Linked DNA regions of Mus musculus: region 2 is linked to region 1. The links are chromatin contacts, called in public HiChIP or PLAC-seq maps. All regions are on one chromosome and are shown on one strand. The core of a region is the stretch at or near the end of the contact, and the rest is flanking DNA. Distances in the headings are between cores, read along the strand shown. Region 1 holds the start of Calhm6 (calcium homeostasis modulator family member 6). Region 2 overlaps Dse (dermatan sulfate epimerase).

Region 1 (4,530 bases), core at 1,895-4,394:
ACATAAACACAAAAGAATGTACCTTCTTCTCAGCACCTCAGGAACTTTCTCCAAAATTGAGCATATACTAGACTGCAAAGCCAGCTTCAACAGAAACAAGAAGATTGAAATAACCCTCTGTATCTTATCAGAATGCCATGTATTAAGGCTGGACTTCCACAACAGGAACGGCAAAAAGCCTACACACTCATGGAAACTGAACATGAAGATGAACATGAAGATAAACATGAAACTCTCTAATCAATGACTACTGGGTCAAGGAAGAAATTTAAAAAGAGTCCAGTGTTATCTGCAGTTAAAATTCTGGGAAATCTATTTGGAAAGGAGAAACAGATTCTTCAAAGTCAAACTAAAGATCATGCGACACAGTTGGCCAAAGAGAATGTTAGATGTTTGAGTGCTTGAAGCTGAAGGAATGCAAGCCTTGCTTAGAGTTTGTATCAGTGGAGGGATATGGACACCAACTCACATACAACAGAAGCAGGAATAAAGATGGAATAGATTGAGCAAATGGCCAAACAATGGCTGGCTCAACTTGAGAGTCATCCCTATGGGAAAGAACCAATCCAGACACTATTAATGATACTCTGTTTTGCTTGCAGACAGCAGCCTAGCATAACTGGTCTCTGAGAGGCTCCATCCAGCAGCTGATGGAAACAAATACAGAGACCCCCAGCCAACCATTAGACAGAGCTCCAGGAGTCTTGTGGAAGAGTTAGGGGAAAGATTGAGGAACACAAGGGGATAGGGACTCCACAGGAAGACCAACAGAGTCAACTAACCTGGTCCCTTGGGGAAGGCCCAGAGCCTGAACCACTAACCAAAGAGTATATATGGGCTGAACCTAGGGCCTGCCCCCACCCCATATGTAGCAGAAGTGCAGCTTGGTCTTCATGAGGGCTCCCCAAAAACTGGAGAGGGGGCTGTCCCTGACTCTGTTCCCTGTCTGTGCATCCTGTTTCCCTAACTGGGCTGTCTTGTCTGCCTTCACTGGGAGAGGATGTGCCTAGTCCTGCAGTGACTTGATATGCCAGTGGGGGTGGGGTGGGGTTCCCTTCTTAGAGGAGAAGGGGAGGGGACAGTGGAGGAGGGTCTATATGACAGGAGGATTGGGCAGAAAGAGGGGGCTGCAATTGGGATGTAAAGCAAATAAATAATAGAAAAAAAACCAATATAATACAAAGGTTAAAAGTTTGTTACAGTTTCAGAATTAAGTCTCAAAACTTGGGAGAAACAGCCTTAAAATATACCAATATTTATTTTTTTATATAAAAGCAACAATTCAAAACATTTTTTTTTTCTGTTCTTGTGTAAGATCATAGTTCGTGAGTGTTAGTCATGGACATGTCATCTACAAAGCCAAGGGCAGGGATCACTGCATCTCCTTCCACAGAGCGGACACTGCCGCTCATTTCTTCTCTGCTAACATACTTGTGCAGCATGCTGTAGAACTGGTTCTTGGGATTGAATGTGTACAACGCTGAGATTTCCTGCCAGTCTTTACTGCTTGGAGTGTTGCATTCCTTCGGCTTCGAGCACTCAAAGAAACATCTAACATTCTCTTCGGCCAACTGTGTCGCATTCTCTGCAGCTTGATTTTGAAGAATCTGCTTCTCCTTTTCCCAATAGATTTCCCAGAATTTTAACTGCAGATAACTAACCGGAGAGAAGCATCGGGTCACAGACTTAACAAGAAGAAGTAAGATAATAACGGCAGCTATCAGAATCCAACCGAACACCTACAGGAAACAAAACAGGAAGGCAACTTAGTGACTTTTGACATTATAAAAATTTAAAAGCCCGAGATAAAGTATTTACTAAACTATTTACCAGCTTTGATAGTGAACAAGTCTTGTCTTAAGCCCTTTAGAAAAAGAACTGTTGGTAGTAATTATCCTCCACCAGCTGGGCGGCGGTGGCGCACACCTTTAATCCCAGCACTTGGGAGGCAGAGGTAGGCAGATTTCTGAGTTCAAGGCCAGCCTGGTCTATAGCCTGAGTTCCAGGACAACCAGGGCTGAACAGAGAAACCCTATCTCGAAAAAAAAAGAAAAAAGAAAAGAAAAGAAAGAAAGAAAAAAACAAAACAAAAAAACTATCCTCCACCACACACACACACACACAACACAGTACAACAACCCTACTGCTGTTTTAGAAAGTCAACAATAGTCCATTAGTCCAAGTCATGTAAAATATACAAAAAAGAGCTCACGTATCACTCCCCTGTAACTGAAAATGTGGGGCTTCTAGAAAGGGTACTCATTATAAAGAGCATCTCCTCCTCCCGCGCCCCGGGGCTTTCTAAATGTGTGGATAGTGTGTTTGGGGCTGGCAAGATAGGTTCTAATGTAATAATGCTTCTAGTTTTCCCAGAATATACAAAATTCACCTGTCCTGAGGCTTTGCTACACAGTGGAAGGAAACACTAAAGAATAACATAAAAAGTACTTCGGCTCCTACTGAGGGGACAAATTTCCCTATTTAAATATTCAGTCCCTGGTCTAGAGAAAAGTCACTGACTTCCTCGCGCCTCTGAGCCTCCCCATCGCTCCCAGAGCCTGACCTGAGACTGAGCCTTGAGCTGGCTCAGGATCTCCTGCATTTCCACCTTCTGCTTGTTGCAGGGAGCCTGCGGTAGCGTGGCATTGCAGTTGGGGTCGCGGCCCTTGCACAGGTATGGCGCCAAGCGCGCGCTCCCGCTGACAGCACATTGGTAGAAAGAGCCCTCGAGCAGCGCCACGGCCACCCAGGTGAGGGGCGCGAATGCCGCGGTCATGCTGAGCTGGGCGCACACGAACGCGCTGCGCAACCCCGAACTGAATCGCGCGCTCCGGGAGCAGCAGCCGGTGAGCAGGCGCCATGTGCGCGCGCTCAGCGCATATCCCAGGAGGAAAAGCGCGAGGGCAGGCACCAGCAGGAACACCAGGCCGTAGGGCAGGTTCCAGGTGGCAGTGCAGGGACACTGGAACACCACTGAGGAGAAGATCTTCTCCCCACCAGCCGTCAGTAGGGTCACCAGGCTATAGCCCAGGGCGTTGCGGTGCTTTCTCTGCAGGTCCAGCACTGCCTTGAACTTTTCCATGGGTTCTGCTCACACTGGACACCCCACAGGCTCTGCTTCTCAGGAAGGTTGAGTGAACCGTGTACTGTACTTTACATCGTGCTTTGAAGCAACTTTCAAAAAGGAAACCCTTCCGGGTTTCACTTTCTTTTTTTTCAATCACACCAGTTCTGGTAAAGTCCCACAAATAAAGTCCCTGTGATCTTTGATCTCCTAAGATCCACTCCACATCCCAAGACTGTAGGGAGCAGAAAAGTCCTGAGCAAAGAGAAGATCTGAATGACTGTGTATCTCAACATGGGCAGCCTGTGAGACTGATTGGTCCATGTAAATTCGCAGGAGCCATTACCCGTACAGGTCACAGTCAAAAGTAACAGCAAAGCTGTCCTTGGGAGTCTGAGTATGTTTATAAACAGTTGACCGGTGCATGTAAAACTAGCAATTGCAGCCTTCTCCTGGAAGTTTATAGGCTGTGACTTCTGCCCTACAGAGATGGCTTCCCAATCTAACCCCTTTTCCGTGCTGTACCTAATATACAAGCTAAGGGGAGACCCACCTGACCCCCGCCTCATTGTGTCTGCATGCCTGCTCCTTTTTCGTTCTTTCTTAGCCCCTAGCCAGCCTTCCAGGATCCAAACTGCAAAGGACAGAGCAGAAGGCTGAGGTCCCAGTCACATGACTCCCTCAGTTCTGGAACGCTTTCAAGAAAACTCCGGTTCTGTTTCTTTGCTTTCCTCCAACCCAAAGTGACCTCTTACAGTGTAGGCAGATGACCAAGCTCGGAAAACTTCTGAATTTTTCTCTATTGCAGCAGCCCTAATGCCAAAGCCAAGTCCCAGTTACAAAAACCCACAACATTTACAGGAAACAGGAACATTTCATTTTTCTTTCATAAGCTAAACCACAGTAAAACTGAGAGTGAGAGATGTCTTTAATCCTAGCCTTTAATCGTAGCATTGGGAAGGCAGAGACAGACAGGTGGATCTCTGTGAGTTCAAAGCTAGCCTGATCTATATCTGGAATTCCAGGGCAGCCAAAACTCTACCGTGAGACCAACCCTGTTCCAAAACAAAACAAACAACAACAGCACAGAAACCAAAGCAGAATGCTAGTTAAACCAAACAGTTTTTAAGTTGAAGCTACATCTAACATGACTCCTGTTTTCATTCCCCTCCTGGTAGTTCTTCTGATACAAACTCTAAGCAAGGCTGTGACATTGAACTCTACTATTTCATAACTCCCAATGAAGTGGAGAAAGCTAGAAAGAGCACGAGCTTTGAGCTCAGGCATTCTGTAAGTCCAGCAGCTGATGAGAAAACTGCATTTGGTGCATGTACATGGCAGAAAGAGTGATCAGTTTGGCAGGTTACAACTTACTCTCCTTTTCCCTGAGAATGTACAACAGTTAACTTTATTGCATATCATTTAAGGCTCCAAATGTGTTCACAGTTTTAGGCCAAGGAATAGGC
Region 2 (4,265 bases), core at 494-2,993, 44 kb after region 1:
GCAATGAAACAAAACAAAACAACAACAACCACAACCACAACCACAACCACAAAATACTTTAACAGGACTGGAGTTAATATATGATATGCTCTTAGCTATACGTGTTGGTTTTATATATTCTCCTCTCTCCCTTTCTCTGGATTTTTTCTTGTACATTCACAGCTGGGGAATCCTGAATTTACTAACATATGCTCACCACAATACTCCAAGCTCAAATCTCTGCCTACAGCTCATCAAGAATCCATCTGATTTCCCTGATTCCATGCTCCCTGTAGGTGGAGACGGCATGATGTCTTCTTTTCCTTCAGCTACAGAAAAGGATCTGAGGGTGCCCATGTGGCTTCACTGCCTGACCTTTCTTCTCATTCTTCCAGCTGTGACTTACTACAAAACCACCCTAATTAAATCTGACCTTTGAACTTTCCTTCTAAACATTGTTTCATCATCTACAGAAAGCATGCATATTGCATTTAAAGGTATATTTCCTCATTTCATAATTTCTTCTGGTGAGAACTGTATGTATGCATGCATGCATGTATGTATGTATGTATGTATGTATGTATGTATGCAGGAACATCCCCCCAACACACACAAATAATTGGAATATACACATTAGCAAATATGAAGTAGTGAAAGCAAAGCCTGAGAACTGTGACTGGGGCGATGTCTCTAGGGTGTGCAGGCACATTAAAGCTCACCATATTCAACAGTGTTAAGTATTGTAAGCTCAGTGGTGTGGTCTATCCTAACTCCAGGCCCAGATACAGCTGTCAATTCTCAGTTGAAATTATCATCTCTTTCCTACAACAGGCTCTAAGCTGGATGAACTTACAAAGGCCTCATCCTGGCTTGCCTCTGTCACCTGCTCCTATAAGTGAGCAGAGACCCTAAAAACACAAATTGCTACATGAGAAAACACTAGCTATTTTTATTTCAGAATGCAAGATAGCCCATACATCTGTGAGATCAGAACTGAATCAATGAAGCTGCAGCGCCTAGTGGAGGTACTCACTGAACCTCCATGGGTTTATAACCAGCAACATTTAGATTGTGAGAAGATATGCAGGACAGTCCAAGTTCTTCCACAAAGTGGAAAGAAAAGAAAGGGGCACAGAACAAACTGCAGGGGGAGACTTAGTTTAAAATGAGCAAAGATTGGGTGAGTGTAGCTCAGGGGTAGAAGGCTTCTCTGCATAACCTAAGGTTATGTACGCCTCCAGCGTGTACCCCCAACACATACACCTCAGAGAAGGAACAGACTAAAGCCGGATGTGGTGGCACACACCTACAATGCTGGTGCTTAGTGGCTAAGGCAGAAGAATCACTTCAGAAGTTCAAGATGTAACCAGAAAACAGTGAGACACCTCATGCCCCCAAACAAAGCAAAGACTCTGTATAATGTCTAGACTCTTGTTGAATTGGGTGGAAGCATGATAAGATATGACTGCCCCCCACCCTCTGTGTGTGTGTGTGAGTGTGTCTGTCTGTCTCTGATAGACTAGTTGTGATTGGGATTCCCAGTTTTTGACTTATAGCCACCATAAACATTGCTAACTTGATGATCTTTACTTTACAGTGAAAAGGTCACATGCACACATATCCGACCATGTTGCTGCTCCGTTAAACCCTTCATTGGCCTCAAAGAGCTCTTGAGAAAAAACTCCAAGACTCAAAACCTCACAGCTAGCCTCTCCTTTCTATAGTACATTTTCAGTTCCTTAAAGGCACTCTGCTTTCTTGCACTGTCAGCCAGCTGTGCGTCAGCTACTTTTGCCTGGGACAGTCCAACATGGCTCTCCTTCCACCTCTTGGATGAGTCACGATTTTGTTCTTGTTCCAGCTAGAAAGTCTTCCCCCATGCTTCAGGCCCCAGCCAAACACCTCTTGGGTCTTCCCATTGTGCTTTAAGTTGGCTGACGATATTGTCATCTCCATTAATATTGTTCATTAGTTTTTAATCTTCTATGAAAAGCAAACCACCCTAGGCATAACAGATGGATAACTCGTGCTTACATTTCTTGATGTCTGATACTTAGCAAACTGCTTTAAACTGAGTATATCGATGATTAACTTACATGACATAATTAAATGTCTTACTACAAATGAAATTGTCTGTGTTGAAAAAAAAAAGGAAACATAAAAGGAAACCCACAGTCTCTGGGGCCCTCCACACACAGCCATAGTGCCTGGGCCTTCCACATTGATCCACATTCCTTAGGGCTCTCCACATAGACCCAGGGGCTTTCCACACAGACCCATACTCTCTATGTAATTCCAGCATGAACATCTTTCACTGGCTGGTCAGCCTTCACCCACGGCAACTGTTTACTCTCCTTCAGACTGCTGGATAGGGGTCCCAAACTCTTCCAAGTTTTTATTCTCTGGTACATGTCACCTTTTTTTTTTTAAATACCCCCTGCATGAATATTTCAACTTGGTTGTTCACTGCAATTGGGAAGAACAAACTTATAACAACAATGTCTCACTAACTCAACAAATCCTCTGAAGTACAACATGAGACAAACGTATTTACCTCCAACTTAGGACTAGGAACTGATCTAAAGGAGCCAAATAATATGTTTAGAGTCCCAGTTTGGACTCAATATTAAATAACAAGCAATGTGGCTCTGGAGTCCTAGTCATTTCCTGCAATGGTGTACAACTGCCCACTATCTAACACCACTAAGCACTCTCTGCATAGATGGGAGGAAGTGGTTTTAAAGTGAACACACTAAAGCTTTTCAGTGGGAACACAGTATAAGATGATAAGAAACTAAGGCTCAGGGGTTCTGGAAAGAGAGAATATGGGCTGGGAAAAGAGCACTACAAAGAAAAGAAACCTGAGACCCTGGGAAGAAACAGAGATCCACAAATCCTGACTATCTTACCGCCCCTGTGCAGTACGGTGTCTCTGTTATTACAGGCTGACAGACTAGGCCAAAGGTTGGTGACATGCGGATCTTCAGAGTGAAAGTGACACCAAATGGGTATGAGCAGCTATGGTGTACAAGGCACCAAATTACATTCACAGCTGGAGGAAGACTCAGGATTTCTGCTCCAGGCAAACCAATTCATTCACAGTAAAATCATTTCTGCTTTCAGGGTTACTTAGTGGTGTCTGTAGCAGGTATACTCTATTAGGTTCTCAGGGCCCTCAGTAAGGGTATAGGCCAATGATGGAGAACGACACACAAACCAAAATTACACTTCAGGTGAGACATCCTATGGAGCGTCTGAAAGGCACTGTCAGGGTAGAGGTTTCTGGACTGGGCATACACTCATGGTCAAATAACCAAGTGTGTACTCTAGTTCCTAGCACAACCCAATATGTTGAATTAAAAAGAACCAGCCATGATAACTGCAGTAGACTAGATACAGGGCTGGAGCCGTATCATGGAGGAAGCAGTTAACTCCAGTCATGGAATCTGATAGACTTGGAAGGAAAGCTATTGGGAGTCTGGTTCCTGGGACCAGACAACGTATTATTGCTAAGTCCAGGGCAGACTGGAAGATGACAGCTCAAGCAGTGCCAGGGGAGATAACAATGTCAAACAATTCAAGTCATAAAATGCTTAAAAGACAAAAGATGACAGAAAAGCTGCTCATTCTGAATGGGCATGTTTTTGTGGTGAATGTGACAACAGGATCTTTTTTGTTTGTTTGTTTTTTAACCTTTCTAAAAAGACTTCCTAAAGTGTTTCCCTTCGTTCAATAACCACAAAACCAGCCTCAACAAGCTATACTCAGGTGAGTCAAGAAAGAAGTGGGGGAAGAAACAAGCGTGGGCCAAATGGTGACGTGCCGAGTGGGAGAGCATGAATTTGGGAGCAGAGAGAGCTGTAGTGAGGAGCCCCTAAAAACAATAAACACCAAGACATTCACCAATGATTGAACTCTCTGTCAGCCTTCCATAATATCCTAAAATACCTGACAGAATCACCTGAAGGAAAAAGTTAGCTCATAGTTTTAGTTTAAAGCCGGTCACTGGTCCCATGGTTTTGACCTGTGGTGAGGGAGAACACTGTGTTAGAAACTATATGGTAGAGTATAACTTTCATGCCATGTCATCTGGAAAGCAGTGAGGAAGGAGCTGGGGTTCCAGGATAGTCTTTCATGGCCTGTCCTATAAGATTTCCTCAAACTCTAGTTAGGCCCTACCTCCTAATGTTCCCACCACTCCTAGTAGTGCTACAAGTTGGGTGCCTCCACCATGTAAACCTTAGTGGTTAGTTCAGATCTAAAATACCCATGAGCCCTTGGAATAT

The links. HiChIP or PLAC-seq counts read pairs in DNA pulled down with a chosen protein or histone mark.
Region 2: a contact with region 1 is called in a BATF HiChIP or PLAC-seq map of CD8 T cells, with 19 read pairs. The contact joins the enhancer-like site here to the promoter of Calhm6 in region 1. A contact is called at or near these places in 3 of 39 promoter capture datasets (the C10 cell line, cranial neural crest and maxillary cranial neural crest), 1 of 15 datasets of contacts at CTCF or cohesin (CD8 T cells), 5 of 484 Hi-C or Micro-C datasets (CD8 T cells, macrophages, nephron progenitors and 1 more), 2 of 115 datasets of contacts at active chromatin or transcription factors (CD8 T cells and embryonic stem cells) and 5 of 9 other capture datasets (adipose tissue, bone marrow-derived macrophages, embryonic stem cells and 2 more).

Annotation. Positions count from the first base shown.
Region 1 is chr10:34,124,828-34,129,357 of GRCm38.p6, forward strand. It overlaps Calhm6 (calcium homeostasis modulator family member 6), which reads right to left and starts at 3,145. Exons shown (of 2, transcript NM_175449.4): 1 at 2,564-3,145; 2 at 1,240-1,739. The coding sequence starts at 3,082. The coding sequence ends at 1,317.
Region 2 is chr10:34,170,143-34,174,407 of GRCm38.p6, forward strand. All of the region lies in intron 2 of Dse (dermatan sulfate epimerase), which reads right to left. Among named protein-coding and RNA genes, the nearest start is that of Dse, 35 kb to the right of the region's middle. Within about 2 kb of position 1,744, at least 88 of the 459 cell types and tissues checked have an H3K27ac peak or open chromatin away from gene starts, as enhancers often do. A contact at or near this core is called in CD8 T cells, adipose tissue, bone marrow-derived macrophages and 1 more, where this site is marked.